2 separate regions of the Callithrix jacchus genome follow, and region 1 is linked to region 2. A link is a contact called in public Hi-C data. All regions are on one chromosome and are shown on one strand. Each heading gives the region's core, a stretch centred on a gene start, on an enhancer-like site or on the middle of the called end of the contact. The rest is flanking DNA. Distances are from core to core; before and after follow the strand shown. Region 1 holds the start of ADAT1 (adenosine deaminase tRNA specific 1). Region 2 holds the start of LOC100403392 (transmembrane protein 231-like).

Region 1 (4,999 bases), core at 957-3,456, 130 kb after region 2:
GCTGAATGGACTACTTAACCTTGCTGTGTCTGTTTCCTCATCTGTCAAAATAGGGATAATAACAGTATCTAACTTATTTAGACTATTGTGAAGATTCAATAATACTTAGGGATATTGTGAGGATTAAATGATACTTTTAAAAAGCAATTGCTATAATGTTGAGGATAGTTAAGGTCAACTGTGATTACTATTATAAGAAATAACATTGGATGATTTTCCTAGTTAATTTGCCTTGAGCTAGTTGGTGGTGGGGGTGGAAGGGGGAGGGCTATAATGGGCATAGGAAGCCATGAAGAAAAAAATAATCAAGCAGATTCCTAGGATGCTTTGCTGGGAATGTCTCACTCTTGGCTCTATCAGTGCTCACTAGGTACATCCTGACCCCATTTGGACTCAATTATACAAAAAGCTTCTTAGTAGAAGATGAGCTTGTATGGATAGACATAGCTAAGCATTGTAAAACAAAACTGAAGGCTGGATGTGGCGGCTCAAGTCGGTACTTTGAGAGGGAGGCCGAGGCAGGTGGATTACCTGAGTTCAGGAGTTCAAAACCAGCCTGCCCAACGTGGTGAAACCCTGTTTCTACTGAAAATGCAAGAATTAGCAGGGCATGGTGGCACATGCCTGCAGTCCCAGCTACTCAGGAGGCTGAGGCAGGAGAATCGCTTGAACCTGGGAGGCAGAGGTTGCAGTGAGCCAAGATTGTGCCACTGCACTCCAGCCTGGGTGACAGAGTAAGACTCTGTTTCACACATACAAAAATGGAAAAACAAAAAACTGGAAAACAAAAAAGGCTTTCCTGAGCCGCAGTGCATGTTGCTTTTGAAAGATGTATTGCTGGCCACATGCCATGGCTCATGCCTGTAATCCCAGCACTTTGAGAAGCCGAGGCGGGCAGATCACCTGAGGTTGGGAGTTCAAGACCAGCCTGGCCAACATGTCAAAACCCCGTCTCTACTAAAAAAATCCAAAAATTTAGCCTGGCATGGTGGCGTGTCTGTAATCCCAGCTGCTTGGGAGGCTGAGGCAATAGAATCGCTTGAATCCGCGAGTAGGAGGTTGCAGTGAGCCAAGATTGTGCCACCGCACTCCAGCCTGGGTGACAGAGTGGGACTCCGTCTCAAAAAAAAGTATTGCTGAGTCCCTCTGCATCGCAATGCGCAGGCTTGCTACTGTAGTGAATAATAGGTAAATCAGCGCATAGTGATTTCAAGCAACAATCTGCAAGAAAACAGACATTGTGCCTTAAAGTCAGAGGGCTAGAATAACTCTTGTCAAAAAAAGAAAGCATAGGAGATCCTAGAATCCTCATTTGGAAGGGACTGCATCACAAGGCAGTATATTTTATAAAGACCACCTCGCCATCGACCTGAAATTAAACCAGAGGTGCAATTCACAAACCTCAATAGCTAAGGCAGGTAGAACTTGCCAGAAGAAACAATGACTCCCTAAGATGAAGTAGCCCAGAACGACATCATCTCATTCAGGTAGTTGAGTCTGAATGAGCATGCACAATTGTTGAAATTAATAAATGTTTTGCTACACGGGATCCATTATAATTCGAGTCTACATCCCCTCCTACATCCGGAAAAACCTGAAGAACTTCTTAGCTGAAAATAACAGCTCAGTTAAAAAGGCATTTATTTGCCCACAGACGGCATCTCTGAACAGTTGCAACAAGCTAAAAAAACTGACGTCCTTTCCAAAGAAAAGGAAATCGGCTGCCAGAGGAGAAAAGCCTTGAGCGATGCTCGGAGGAAGGGACTCCTGCCTAACGCTGGCTCCCTTCCTAAATACTCCCAGAAGCAGAGCCCCCTTCTCGGCCGCTGCAGAAGGCGGGGTGGGACCTCGAGTAGGCCAGTTACAGGACGGGAGGCGCCAGGGAAGGCACTGAGGCCGTGCAGTGGAAACAGCGTGAGCGCCGGACCCACTGGGTCCTGCGGGCTACTAGGCAAGAGGCCCCGCGCCCGTCCGCAGCAAGAGCTCTCCAAGTGCCAGTTGCTGACAGTTCCTGGCATGGAGCGCCTTCTCACGTGACACGCATCCCGAAGACACGGTCCTCACAATCTCTTCCCTCAACAGACTCGGTAAAGTTAGCCCAGATGCACTGGCCCCGCGGCCCAAGGCCTCGCGGACGCTTCCCTCCCACCTCCAGGACACAGGCCTCAGAGAAAGCGATCTGAATCCGGCGGCAACACGGACGTGACGTCACAAAGCGCCGACTCCTTCCGACTTCCGCCCCAGAGGCGCGCAGTGCACGCCGGGCCTTGTAGTTTTCCCGGGGGGTCGGTGCCAAGGCTGCTGTTCCAGCGCTTCAAGTCCCGCAGCGCAGGCAGCGTCTTAGGGATGCGTAAAACCGGATGATGGGAGCCGCCTGCTGGCTTAGATATGCCTTCAACTAGAATGATGTATCTTGCAGCACTAGGCTGAATTCTATCTATAACATCACTGTCCAATAGATATATAATTCAACCAAATATGTAATTAAAAAATTTCCAATAGCATTAAAAAAGTCAAAATAGAAAAAAACATATTTTATTTAACCCGCACATCCAAAATATTATTTCAACATAAAATAAAAAAAATTTTTTTTTTTGAGATGGACTCTCGCTTTGTCACCCAAGCTGATCTCAGCAACCTCCACCTCCCAGGCTCAAGTAATTCTTCTGCCTCAGCCTCCTGAGTAGCTGATATTACAGGTGCGTGCCATCACACTCGGCTAATTTTTGTTATTTTTAGTAGAGACGGGGGTTTCACAATGTTAGCCAGACTGGTCTTGAACTCCTGACCTCAAGAGATCCACCTGCCTCAAGCTCCCAAAGTGCTGGGATTACAGGGGTGAGCCACAGCACCCGGTCTCAATATTTTAAAAAATACTTAAGTTCTGTTGTTTTCCATGCTAAGTTTAAGAAATCTGGTATGTAACACTTAGAATACAGCCCAATTTGGATCAGCCACATTTCATATGCTGGATAGCCACATGTGGCTAATTGGCTACTGTAGTACAGTACTATTACAATGCAGTGGACAGAGCAGTTCTAAAAACTTTTCGATTGCCAGGAATATGTAATATAGTTGTCTGGACAGTTCAGGGCCTTTGCCACCCACTAACTGAATGTTTCAATTGCTAAAAATTAAAGAATTCATTTTTGTTATTCCTCAGTTTATGCAACTTGCTGAACCCCAACCTTTCTAGTTCAAAGGAAATGGGCCATGGCCCTCCTCCTAGGCCAGACTACTCTGCATTCCTCTCCAATGTCTTTCATCTGCAACTGACTGCCCCTTCTGTCTTTATAGAAATATTCCAGTAGGGGTAAGGGGCATCAAGGACCTTCTTCTAGGGTTCTTTATCTCAGGGACTAGTATTACCTAGTTGCAGAAACTAAAAAGTGAGTCTTCTTCATTTCCCTTCCTTTAATCCCCTTAGTGCAATTCATTACCAAGTCCTGCTGATCTTTCTTCTTATGTCTTAAATCCATTTTTCTCCACTTCCCTATATGCCAATACCCTAGTAAAAGCCACTATCGATCTCTGAACTTTCCACCTTTTCTTGCTTAACTGCAATTCATTTTCCACAGAGCAGCAAGACTTATCTTTCGAAACCACAAATCTGATGTCACCCTACTGCTTAAATAGTACTTCAGTGAATGACTTTCCAGAACTTCTTTCTTTTTTTTTAAGATGTAGTCTTACTCTGTTGCCCAGGCTGGAATGCAGTGGGGAAATCTCAGCTCACTGTAACCTCCACCTCCCAGGTTCAAGCAACTCCCCTATCTCAGCCTCCAGAGTAAGTAGGCTTACAGGTGCATGCTACAACACCCAGCTAATTTTTGTGTTTTTGGTAGAGATGGAGTTTCACCATGTTGGCCAGTCTGGTCTTGAACTCCAGACCTCCAGTGACCTCATGGCCAGCCCCTTCCTGCCTCACCTGGTGCCATATTTCTTTGGGCTTCTATACTCTGTCTTCTCCATGCTGGTTCCTACCACGGGGCCTTTGCACTTGTTGCCATACCATGCAAAGCCCTCTTCCCTTCAGATTTAATGTCCTCAGGGAAATCTCTAACTAGGTCCATTAGAGTTTCTCCATACCCCATGGACCTCTCCTTCAAACCATTTACCCAAGCTGCCATTTTATACAATTCTGGAGAATGATTTATTACATATCTATTCTCCTTACAAGTCTAGAAAACTGATGAAGTTTGGGACCATGCCTGTTTCTGCTCACCCCAGCGTAATAGCAAATTGTGAGCCTGCAGCTGTTTGAAGAAATGAGAGGACTTTATGACCCTTCTGTCCCTTTTAGTTTTCACACTATCTGTCATTTTTCCTGCCAACCCCCACATACAAGTTGTCTACTGCTGCCTCAGTTCCTTTCTATCCCCAGCCTCCTTAAGGTCAGACCGCCTTCCATTAAACCACTCTGTAAAGTCACTCATGACATCATCAGTCCTTGCAGCCTTTTTTAGTGGTCTGCACTGATAGTACTGCCTGAAACCTATAGCCCCTTACCTGGCCTTGATGTTCCACCACCTCCCTTGGTGAGATGATTATTTCCCATTTTAGTCACCACTCACTTTCTGAGGATGTGCCATCTGAAAGTGTTTCTTCTGAAATGCTGCCTGGTCATCTACTGCTTAAATGCCAAGAAAGGGTGGGGATGTCCCACACTCCCTGAGGTAGTTCTGTTAGGTAATTCTGAATGCTTAGTTTGTCTTACCAGCTACAGAAACAGAAAGCTACTCTGTAAAAGAAGACTCGTAGCTCCCAAACTGGGATGCTTGCAGAGGTTTTGCTGAGGTGCAGAAGGTTAAGTCCTCTGTCAACTGAGTCACCTGAAAAAAGGTCTTCCCAGCTGTCTGTGTGTGTCACGAAACAGGGGCTCCACTTTCACGGCACACCCTCAGCCACACGCTTGTCACATTCTTAGCCCTACTGAATGGAGCTGAAAATAATGAGAAAACTTCAGATCGATTATTCAACATTCTGCTCACTATTTTCA
Region 2 (4,692 bases), core at 710-3,209:
TATCAAATGGCTCTGATGCACTGTGCCATGTACATATGTACATACATCCATGCATAAAAAGAGCTAGAGACAAAATATTACCGAATCTAAGAGCATGGGTATTGTTGTATTGTTCTCTCAATGTTTTGGCAGGCTTGAAATTTTTTTGAAAAAAGAGATGAAAAGGCTGGGCGCGGTAGCTCACTCCTGTAATCCCAACACTTTGAGAGGCTGGGGTGGGTGGATCACAAGGTCAAGAGTTTGAGACCAGCCTGGCCTAGATGGTGAAACCTTGTATCTCCTAAATATACAAAAATTAGCCGGGTGTGGTGGCAGCCACCGTAGTCCCAGCTACTGGAGAGGCTGAGGCAGGAGAATCACTTAAACCCGGGAGGCAGAGGTTACAGTAAGCCTAGGTCGCACCACTGCACTCCAGTCTGGGTAACAGAGTAAGACCTCTTCTCAAAAACAAAACAAAACAATAACAACAAAAAAGCGGTGAAAAAATAAGGAAACAAAAACAGATTAATCTGGTCCCAGTAGTACCTCCATATTGCAAGAACATTTCGTTTTTCACACAAGGCCCATAGAATATCATCTTTTTTTTTTTGTCATAATTGTCAAATGTGATCCTAGCACCTTCTGAGATAACATGAGCTGCCCGATTCTCTTTTCGGGCATGACCACAAGCTAACATCTGCATCTGACCCCAACCTGCCTGACTACCTTACCAGCTACTTCACAGTCCCCACCAGGAAAAACCCTGGGCACATAATCACGCTGCAAGTCCCAGGTGTCCGCTGAACAGCGCCTGGCAGTCACTGCTCAGGGGATGAGAAATCACAGGTGCCTTGTTTGGGACTAGAGTCAGGAGTCCCGTCCTCCTTCCCTCGGCTCTGCTCCCCCGTTGTTTACGAAGATCTCAGTCCCCTCTGCGGGAAGCCCCACCTCCCCTTCCAGGGCCACGGGCCCCAGTCTTCTTGCCTTTCAAGGTCAACACAAATAACTGCGCCTCCCCTCAAAGCCTTTCTCCGTCTTCCCAGGTGAAGTCCTCCTCGCTCCTCCCTCCAGCTCTCCGAGCACGGGCAGTTCTTCCTGGCACTGGAACTCTGAACAACCAGCTCATGCTGCAGGGGGCAGAAGAGTTCAAAGGAAGCTGTGCCAAAGCTCTTGATGGCTTAGTGGGAACAAGGCAACAGGTGGCACCAGGTCCCGTAAAGAAAATCCTGGAAAGCGGAGAGGGTCTCGGAGAGGGTGGATTCGGCCCGAGGCGCCCGCGATCAGCTGAGGAGCCGCCGGTGCAAAGGGCGGGGCTGCAGACCCCGGGCAAGGGGAGCGCGAGCTTTGACCCCTCGGCCGGGCCGAGCAGCTCCAAGGCCCCTAGAAGGAGGCTGGACGCGGTGGAGCAACCCAGAGAGGGCGGAGACCACCGCCTCCCGGGCACGGGGGTTGCAGCTCTGAAACTGGGGCGCTCGGAAGCTCCAAAGGGCAAGACCCGCTCGGGTGGCGGTCGAGAGGGCTCCAGTCCCGAGCCCACCGGCGGCCGTTCCCCCCACCTCACGCCCAGCGGGGCTCCGGGCCGGCGAGGAGAGGGGCTCCGGGTGAGCAGCGGGACCCCCCCCCCCCCGGTACAGGAGGACAGCGCCCACCCAGCCGGTCGGCGGCGCACCGGGACGCCGCCAGGAGTTGGGACGCCCATAACCAAGCCGATACGCCGCGGCCGCCGCTCCCCTCGCGCTCCATCCCGTTGCCATTCACCACAGAGAGCTGAGGGAGGAGCGCCCTAAGTGCGGCAGCGGGCAGCCCCCAGCACCCTCCTCGCCTCATCCCAGCTACTCGGGAGGCTGAGGCAGGAGAATCGCTTGAACCCAAGGAGGGGGAGGTTGCAGTGAGCCGAAGTGACACCATTGCATTCCGTCCTGGGCAACAGCGTCAGCTCCAGTCGGGCCCTCTTCCCTGAATCCGAACGGTGCCGCCAAGTGACCGTTTCCTTCTCCAATCACAAGGCGCTGCAGCCGGCGGGGGCTGGGCCAGGGTTGTTCCCGCCCCGACGTTGGCTCGGCTTGCACAAACCTAGCTTCACGCACGCGCCCCCTGCTGGAGAAGCGGTCCCTGCCCGCGAGCTGCGCGCTCTGCTCTGCCCTTTTCGGCAGTGCCTGTAAGAAAACAAGGGAATTGCACGCGGCCCACCAGACTAGAGCTGTGGATTTACTAGGGATGTGGCAAAGCAGTGATCAGAACAGATCTGGAACGTTGTAGTATCTAGGTCTGGACCCCAATATTTAAGCAACCTTCATGAATAGAATAATCACATTCTCAGACCGGGTGCGATGGCTCACGCCTGTAATCTCAGGACTTTGGGAGGCCGAGGCGGGTGGATCACTTGAGGTCGGGAGTTCGAGACCAGGCTGGCCAACATGGCAAAACCCATCTCTATTTTTGTATCAAAAATACAAAAATTAGCAGGGCGTGGTGGCACGTGCCTGTAATCCCAGCTACTTGGAAGGCTTAGGCAGGAGAATCCCTTGAACCCGGAGATAGAGGTTGCAGTAAGCCGAGATCGTGCCACTGCACTCCAGCCTAGGTGACATCTCAAAAACAAAAACAAACAAAAAACATTCTCTATTTAAATCAGATAGTAAAAATCCTATTCAAAGGCTGATGTGGGACCGAAATGGGAGGGAGGTTGTGGATATACAGTCTCCGTAGAGTGCAATGTAATTGGGTTTTTGTTGTTTTGAGACAGGATCTCGCTCTGTTGCCCATGCTGGAGTGCAGTGGCACAATCTTCGCTGACTGCAGCCTCTGCCTCCTGGGTTCAAGCGATTCTCGTGCCTGAGCCTCCTGAGCAGCTAGGATTGCAGGCATACACCATCACGACTAGCTAATTCTCTCTCTCTCTCTCTTTTTTTTTTTTTTGCGAGAATGGGGTCTTGGCTGTGCACAGTGGCTCACGCCTGTAATTCCAGCACTCTGGGAGGCTGAGGTGGGTCGATCACTTGAGATCAGGAGTTTGAGACCAACCTGGCCTACATGGTGAAACCTCATCTCTACTAAAAATACAGTAAGTAGCCAGGCATCACGGTGTGTGCCTGCAATCCCAGCTACTCGGGAGCCTGAGGCAGGAGAATTGCTTGAAGCCAGGAGGCGGAGGTTGCGGTGAGCCAAGCTGAGATCATGCCATTGTATTCCAGCCTGGGCAACACGAGCAAAACTGCATCTTAAAAAAAAAAAAAAGAAAGAAAAGAAAAAAGAGAGAATGGAAATGTATTTTCTCATGGTTCTGGAGGCTTGGAGGTCCAGGATGTAGGCGCCTGTAGGTTGTGTATCTGGGGAGGGCCTGCTCCTCACTGCTCACACTACCGATCGTCACATGGAGGAACAAAGTGAACCCACTCTCTCAAGCTCTTTTAGAAGGCTCTTAATTCCATACACAGGGGCTCTGCCCTCCTTATTTAACCATCCCATGAGGCCCCTCCTCTCTTAATATCACACTGCTGTTAAGTTTCAACACAAGGACATAGGGGAAACATGCAGACCATAACTCTCAAGTGATTTCCACAAAGTTCCACGAGATGGAGAGGCTTGTGATGACTAATAGTAAGTATTAATTGAACATCTTCTGGGTGTCACCAAACCAAATGCTAGCTATGGATTATGTTAGGGATGCAAAGCACCGAGTGAAGTTATTACTTTTCTTCTCATTTCACAGGTGAAATTCCTATTTAACAGAGATAAAATAATTTGGCTGAAGCCACAAAATTAATAGCTGGCTAAGAGGGATTTGAAATTAAATATTGTGACGGGGCATGTGGCTCATGCCTGTAATCCCAGCACTTTGGGAGGCCGACGAGGGCAGATCACAGGGTCAGGAGTTCAAGACTAGCCTGGCCAACATGGTGAAACCCCATCTCTACTAAAAATACAAAAATTAACCTGCTATGGTGGTGGGTCCCTGTAGCCCCAACTACTCGGAAGGCTGAGGTAGGAGAATCACTTGAATCTGGGAGGCAGAGTGTGCAGGGACCCAAGATCGTGTTACCGCACTCCAGTCTGGTGACAGAGTGATACTCCAACTCACAAAAAAAAGAAAAAAGAAAAGAAACTAAATAGTTTCCACATCCTCATGGTTAACTTTTACACCACATTTTGGAGAAAGAAGCCATAAACCAAAAGGAAGCTGCAATAGATGAGGCAGCCTCGGGCTCGGTGGACTGGAGAAAAAGGAAGGCTGGACACAGAGGGACCTACCCAGGGTCTAGGTGGAGCACAGCAGCTCTGCCAGCCCTCCTCTCCTCCTCCATCCCCCACCCCTCCCACAGGTAGAACAGGCTGGCCAAATATTTCAGCTGATCCTGGAAGAAACAGAAAATTTAAGAAACAAAGATAAATAATGTATCTCAATTAGCATACTCAGAGTCTAAGAAGATATTGTATTTATAGAACCAAAGCATGATGCCCTGAAAATTGAACAAAGAACCAGTTATTAGAAATGAAAAATCTGTGGTGAAGCTTGTCTGTAGTCCCAGCTACTCAGGAGGCTGAGACAGGAGAATTGCTTCAATCCAGGAGGTGCAAACCATATAATCCAAGAGGCCAAGGTGGGAGGATGGCTTGAGGCCAAGAGTTTGAGACCAGCCTGGTGTAGTGAGACACTGCCTCTACAAAAAAAGAAAAAAAATTTTTTTGAGACAGTGTTTCGCTCTTGTTGCC

The links. Hi-C and Micro-C count contacts between places; a contact is called where the count stands out from the background.
Region 1: a contact with region 2 is called in a Hi-C map of skeletal muscle, with 6 times the contacts expected there. The contact joins the promoter of ADAT1 here to the promoter of LOC100403392 in region 2. A contact is called at or near these places in 2 of 3 Hi-C or Micro-C datasets (both in skeletal muscle).

What each region holds. Positions count from the first base shown.
Region 1 is chr20:33,034,304-33,039,302 of calJac240_pri, forward strand. ADAT1 (adenosine deaminase tRNA specific 1) reads right to left here and starts at 2,207. Exons shown (of 10, transcript XM_078357777.1): 1 at 2,150-2,207.
Region 2 is chr20:32,901,963-32,906,654 of calJac240_pri, forward strand. LOC100403392 (transmembrane protein 231-like) reads right to left here and starts at 1,960. Exons shown (of 6, transcript XM_078357780.1): 1 at 964-1,960.